2 separate regions of the Arabidopsis thaliana genome follow, and region 1 is linked to region 2. A link is a contact called in public capture Hi-C data. All regions are on one chromosome and are shown on one strand. The core of a region is the stretch at or near the end of the contact, and the rest is flanking DNA. Distances in the headings are between cores, read along the strand shown.

Region 1 (3,690 bases), core at 634-3,133, 71 kb after region 2:
TAAAACCAAAGATAAACCCTTTAGAGGCTTAAAGCACAAAAAAACTAACCTTTTCAAAAGCACTAGCAGCACTGCCTGGAATACCATACCAACATTTTGCCTCTCCCCTGAGGTGTAAATCAGAAAGAAGTTGGTAACAGAATCTTTCAAAATAAAAGGTGCAATTAAAAGATTCTATGAATGATACATTTCATTATAAATTAAAGAGTTCCAGTGAGTCTTGGAAACATCTTCTCCCTTACCATGACTAAATTAGGAACAGAGGAAGGGTAATTACAGCAGTAACAAACATGATGAAAATTACAGTTCAGGTGACATACCAGTGTAGATAATTGACAGAGTAAAAACAATGGTCCTCAAAATGCCAACAAAAAGAAGAGAAGAGCATTCCAAGATATAGCCAAGGCACTGTAACACCATTAATGTTATGTCGAATGGCCTGAAGCATAGATCCTTTCAACTTAGGCATGTTATTGAGATTCCAGGGGCTACCACAATACTCATCCCATATATCTGCCTCAACTGATTCTGGTCTTTGGTCGCCTATTCGAGGAAAACCACTCCCGTAAACAGAAGTATCCAAGTCATTACCATACATAACTTCAACCTCACCACCTGACCCTTCTACTATCTCCCAAAACTTTTTCTCTATCTGCGTCCTAGACACTGTTCCTGAACCAAACCACTTTCTTTTGGCTCGATCAGCAATTCGCTTAAAATCTTCAAGTAATAAGCATTTACCAGGCACAAAGCCAAAAGTCTCTTCATCAGTGTTTAAACACTCAAGGCAATACCAGTTCCCAAGTGGGATATGCTTCAACGGTGGCGATAGACAATATATATGCCAACCTTTATTACAACTATCACACAAAAGCATCACTTCACCGTGTTTGTCACTTTTACATTGCTCACACGCTTGATCAACCCCTTCTTCATTTTCCACCTTGGGATTTTTCACATCAGCATTTCTTTTTCTTCTCTTCGAGCTCCGAGATTCAGAACATCGTCGAATGCCATTAATCTTCCTTTTGCAACTCTTTGACGCATCTACATTCATCCGATTATGATAATTCTCGAAATCATGCAAATGCTCTTTGTATAACTGACACAAGACATGTTTCGCACACTTTGAAATCTTTTCACCAGAGCTCATAAACTGATACACTTCACCCCATTTTTTCCCTTTGACAACCTTTTCATAACCTCCAAACCGCTTCACTGCGTTGAACAGCTTACACAAATCCAATTCTTCTCCTTCAAAAACAACTCTCTTCTTCAGCTTCTTACCTAAATGCTCCTCCAAAAACCTATTGTACTCCAACTTAAACGTCTTTGAATTACACGAAGAAGGACGAAACTGCAACCGATGAATCTCTTGTGTCTTTGTAGGAAACTTAACAGATTCCAAATCCAAACCAAAAGGAGGTTTCCAATTATTAGGTGGAACAATCTTGCAAATACCATAAACCTCTGCCTCTGGCTTGATCTTGTGTATATACTCTAATGGATCTTTGAATTCATCTTCTGTCGGATAATAAACTGGTCCTAAAGGAACATTGATCGATCCTCTAAGTTTCTGATCTAAAACCCTTTTCTCCACTGCTTTAACTCTACCTTTTCCCATTACCAAACACATCAACTAAAACCGCACAATCATAACATCCTACGAGAATAAAGATTCAATTTTTATACATGCCAAGATAAAAAAAACCTAGAAATTATAATTCAAGAACAGTGAGTGAAATTGCAATTCTAGGGTTTTTAGTAAATTTACCTTGAAATTCTGAAAGAGAAGAAACAGAACAGAGCTCGTGAAACTAGTTAAACGGAGAAGAGGAAGTGTCAAGAATGTTTTGTTTTGACGAATTTTGTTTGTGAAGATTTGGAAAAAACAATAAAGATTTTAATTCTTTTATAAAGGCTCTGTTACTGAATTTCCAAAATTGGGTTTGGTTAGTAACGGAAATTACGGGACGGAGACAAGTAGAGATTTTCCGTTCGTGTCTAATGAGAAAGGACTTTGTGCCGTTTTTATGAATATACACTGCATGACGTTTGTTATGATCGAAGAGGTACTACGTGTAGTTTTCTATTTAACCGTTTTGGGCTTTGATTTCTAAGGCTTTTTGATTGGTAAGGCTAAGGCCCATAATAAACCTGCCCAATGGACTCACTAATAAGCTAATATTATAGGGACAATTTGTAATTAGGATTTTTTAAAATAAAATATATATATTTTAAATCTAGATAGACTAAACTGCTTTAATTTTTATGGTAAAGGGATTAAATTTGGAATTTAGGATTTACATTTAGACTTCCTTAATTCAGAGAACTTTTAAATATTTTATAATATGATCTAACATTGAGACTATTTCCATAATTTTCCTAATATTCATTCCATAGAAATTTGGATTTGAGGTTAGGTCTATAGAATATAGTGATACTAGATTTTAACCCGCGGTATACCGCGGGACGATTTGTTTTTAAAAGTAATATATATTAAAACTTGCAAATTTTATTTTTATAAAATATTTATATTTTACAGTTTATAATTGTTATTAAGTAACGCTATACCACGAATTCATGAGACAATTGTTAAACAACTGAAGTTTTGACCCCTATTAAAACAGCATATTAATAATATTTTAAAATTTTATAAATATTGATTCAAATACATCCACCATATAACCCAATTCCAAAATAAAACACGTTCTGTAATTTTTTTACCCGGCCCATGATTTTTTTTTAAAGTAGTAATTTTTAAAATTTTAGAATTATTTTTTATATATAAAAGTTTTGCAAATTGTATCATTCTCTAATACATTTATATTTTATAGTTTAAATTAAATTAATTAAAATTTAGATATCAAATCTTATAAGTTGATTTTGATTGGCTATTATTTTTGGAAATTAATAATGTATTTCGTTTTTTAATTAATTTAATTAATTAAATTAGTATTTGACTTTTTAATCCTTAAAGAGATAAATTAATTTACTTTTTAAAATATTATTTCTAATGGCATACCTATGTAATTACTTACAAAAATTAAGGTTACATTTAAAATGTACTTCCCAAATAATATAGTAGGATTTCTTGGTTGTGATCTCTCTAGCTCATTAGATGTCGTTTTTTTGCGACAATAAGAAATTTTAACTTATCATTGGAAAGTAAACATCTCTATATCTTCGGAAGTTGTCGAAATGATTTGTTATGGATGATGGATCAATACTAATCTTCTTTAAGACTGTATCGTTCCAAATAAAATGAGTTGACTATAAATGTCTTTCCTAGGGACATCTCATTCAATGTTTGTCTTAGCTCTCTCAATCGACAAGACTGTAGAAAGTAAATTTCAACTATCGTTTACTAGTTCCGCACATGTAATTTTCAAGTTAATAGGCAAGAGTCAACTTTGCATCATTTACTATACAATCTTTGTTGACACATATAACGCTTTGTCTCTAATTAATCCGTTCTTCTAAACCAATATTGTAATCGATTTTTGAGCTAAACCGGAATGTAATCTTGAACCAAGTCATAAGAAACAAAATAAATTGGGTTCTCGAGATAAGATAATAAGGGAAATTTTCTCGATATCATTCACAGGTACGAGGGGGTGGTCGGTGAAAAGGCGTTTCTACTGTTGGAAAAAAACAAAAATAAAAATGTAAGAGCGTTATGTCGGTGGC
Region 2 (3,843 bases), core at 714-3,213:
AAATTAAAATTTCTGATGTATTTTGTTTTGATGTTGATAAGTACATGTCAATAAGACAACCATTGTAGTTTGTACTTTGTACTTTGTAGTACCATTTCATATATCCTGGTTGAACCAATCTCATTTTATTTTTTCCCCTCGGTAATTAATCAACAATTCGTTTCAGGAAAAAACGAAAAAAAAAACTATATTATATTACCACTTTCTTTTTATCATTGGTAATGAATTTACATATCAATTAAAGTAACATTATGTATGTTTGGTATATAAGTTAGGCAGATATATATTGTATACGTATTCAAGTTGTTAGTTTTATTTCAAACACACTCGAACAAACCACCATTTCGTTACGAGAGTACCCAATTTGGTTTGATGTATCTGTTTTTGATTGTGATGTACGCATACATGTTGTACATACATATAAAATAATGTGCATACTGATATACATGTATACCGGTATACGTTACGCATAATCTAATTTCTAGGGTCAGTAACAAGAAAAGACTAATTTATAAAATTGAGATAGAAAAAGTAAAAACATGATCTAAGCTAAGGTTACAGATATATAAATGATAAAATGTATGCTTTTTCATGGCCATGTGTAACATATCTTATAACGTAGTTCAAACTCATAAATGTTAAACAAAAATTCAAACTCATGGTGGTTTGATTTTTTTTTTTCTAGCTGTTTGGTCCTATTGAATATTGATCCTATTCTTCATCGAGAATTCCTAACAACGTAAAATCTAATTATTCTTATACCTTAAAACAAATTTAGGAAATTATATAACATTTTTGGTGATGAGATAATACAATAATAGTATATAGTACATAGGATACCATTTTTTATATTTCCACAATCTCAATGGACCTAATCAGAAAAAAGAAGAATGAATTTGTTTTTATTTTTTGCTTTTCTAATATAAGCTAACAAAATATACAGCTTGCTTAGATATATCCGCAATAGAAGCTTCAGGTGGGGACTGTGTAAGGACAACAAGACATATACATTAAGGTGTTTAGTTTGATTTTCGAAAACATATTATGAAATTCGCATGTTCCATGCCCGAGGATGAAATTTCTATTTTACAATTATTCTTTCATGACAGCTTATATATACTGACTCAAATAGATGGACCGGCGGGCGATCGGCATCATGTCCTACCCACGTCAAAATTGAGTGAATATCTAAGATTTTGAATTGAATCTAATAAACATGTAGGTTCAATATGATACTTTGTTATACGATAAAAAAAGTGAGAGAGTTTTGAAGAACATTATGATAAAAAATAGTATCTATAAGTTCCACATATTTTTCTTTGATTTAAAGAATAAGGCTATATACTGATTCGTTGAGAAATAACTTTTGTTAAGCAATACATTTGTTGGTTAAAACATCATTTTCTCATTCTCAGCTACATTTCTAAGTAAATAAGTATCAACGTCAAACTTGACCGTTGGATCTCTACTTTTTATATTATCTTTAGTTTATCGGGGACTCAGCTTTGTAAGCTGTGACCTATTTATTGACTATAATACCCATAAAAAGGTCGCGTATCACTCATAACTGAAGGAGGGCAGACATGTAAATTTAATTGCGTATCGATCACTGTTCCCAAACCCAAAACAAACTTTTTATTAATAAGATCATGTTTACAAATTTGTCGGACTATTTTTCATTTTAATTATGAAATGCATTTAATAAAATGTATAAGATATAAAAGTTTGATCTTCTTCTTTAATATACTACTAACTGATTACTGATGGAGTACTTTTTTAAGGCATAATAGCACAACTATGAAAATTATATTAGTTTTTAACATATCATACCAAATTGAAACGTAAAGAGTTTCCTATACGATACAGACAAAAATTAATTAACCGATTAAAATATACACTACTAATTAATAACAATTAACGTATAGTCCTTTTACTTTTGCTAAATTGTTTATTAATCTCATCTCTCTTTTAGATCTCTCTACTTACTTTTCCTTTTTGTCCCATTTATATAAAAATCCACCGCTCAAGCTTAACGTTCGCGTCTTCTTCTTTCTTCTTCTTCTTCGCCTTCTCTCTGAGTCGAACTCGCTCCGATCGACTGAGCCAACTCGCCCGCCTTCTGTAATGATCATTTCCTCTACATTGTACTAAAAAAGAGTGTTGTAATGACTCGTTCCGGGAGACGATGGTCGGAGCGACGGTGAGAGTTACAGTTTTCTTTCCGGCGACCAATACTCTCGGCGGCGGAGATGTTTAAGTCAGCGAGATGGCGTAGCGAGAAGAACAGGATCAAAGTCGTTTTCAGATTGAAGTTTCATGCGACTCAGGTACTATAAACACTCGAGTTTTGTTTTGGCTTCTTCATTGATTTCTCTTAGATACTAAAACTTTGTGTGTGATTTTATTGATTTTGCTCGCATTGCTTAGATTTGAATTTTCCAGAAAAATAAGTTAAGAAATCTCAATTTGGTATTTGATGTGACACATTTTGATTCGAGGTTTTTGTTTTAATTTGCGTAGGCGTCACAGTTCAATACAGAGGGATTGATTCTGTCTCTAGTTCCCGGAGATATTGGAAAACCGACGGCGAGGTCAGAGAAAGCTATTGTGAACGACGGACATTGCCGGTGGGAGATTCCGGTTTACGAGACTGTGAAATTTCTCAAAGATGTAAAAACTGGAAAAGTTAATCAGAGAATTTACCATCTCATTGTTTCAACTACGGTGAGCAAAAACAAAATTAGAAATGTCTCAGAGTTTTGGATTTTTATTTATGTTTTTTGTGATTCTCTTGTGTGCAGGGATCTGCAAGAGGTGGTTTGGTTGGAGAAACATCAATTGATTTTGCTGATTATGTTGATGCAACTAAAACTTGCAATGTTTCTCTTCCATTACAGAACTCCAGTTCTAAAGCTTTGTTGCATGTTAGCTTCTTCTTTTCGTCTTTTTACTCATTAATGTTATCTTTATTAAAGCTCTGAAGATCTCAGCTTCTTTTTGTCGTTTTTCTTTTAGAGTTTTGTAACCTTCGAGTCTTATAATTAATGTTCTTCTGATTTTTAGGTATCAATACAAAGGCAATTAGAGTTTGATGATCCTCAAAGGTGCAGAAAACTAGACTCACTTTTCTTTTGTTTTATAAGTTTTTGGATTTTTAATGGAAGTGGCTTTTGTGTTGTTATGAGTTCTTGCAGAGATGTGGATGAATGTGAGACTCCGGTGAAAATGTCACAAGGTCTAGATTTGAAGTCACATTTCAGCATTGGTGATGCTGATGAAAATCGTAAAAGCGATTCACATGAGGTATGTTGATTTGGCTGATCGTAGTGCAATGTGATGCAAGAGAGTTTTTGGATTTTCTCTTGATGTTCTACTATCTTTGTTGTATTTATAGGAAGGGCCATTTGGTAAAGCTGCGCGGTTTGCGGAACTGAGACGAAGAGCATCAATTGAATCTGATAGTACAATGTCAAGCTCTGGAAGTGTCATTGAGCCAAATACACCTGAAGAAGTTGCCAAGCCTTTGAGACATCCCACTAAGCATCTTCATTCAGCTAAAAGTTTGTTTGAAGAGCCTTCTCGTATATCGGAGTCCGAGTGGTCCGGAAGTTCTGATCATGGTATCAGCAGCACTGATGACTCGACCAATAGTTCGAATGATATAGTCGCGAGGGACACCGCGATTAACTCCTCGGATGAGGACGAGGTAGAGAAGCTTAAGAACGAGCTTGTTGGTTTGACAAGGCAAGCAGATCTTTCGGAGCTAGAACTGCAAAGCCTGAGGAAACAAATTGTTAAAGAGACCAAAAGAAGTCAAGATCTCCTTAGGGAAGTGAATAGCTT

The links. Capture Hi-C pulls out chosen DNA fragments and counts their contacts.
Region 1: a capture Hi-C map of seedling shows a contact between it and region 2, with 1.7 times the contacts expected there. A contact is called at or near these places in 2 of 26 Hi-C or Micro-C datasets (callus and root) and 1 of 3 other capture datasets (seedling).

Annotation. Positions count from the first base shown.
Region 1 is chr1:23,551,349-23,555,038 of TAIR10.1, forward strand. It overlaps AT1G63490 (transcription factor jumonji (jmjC) domain-containing protein), which reads right to left and starts at 1,884. Exons shown (of 26, transcript NM_001334101.1): 1 at 1,775-1,884; 2 at 321-1,663; 3 at 50-107. The coding sequence starts at 1,636.
Region 2 is chr1:23,479,944-23,483,786 of TAIR10.1, forward strand. It overlaps AT1G63300 (Myosin heavy chain-related protein), which reads left to right and starts at 1,964. Exons shown (of 8, transcript NM_105009.3): 1 at 1,964-2,327; 2 at 2,521-2,724; 3 at 2,802-2,924; 4 at 3,064-3,104; 5 at 3,195-3,303; 6 at 3,395-3,843. The coding sequence starts at 2,250.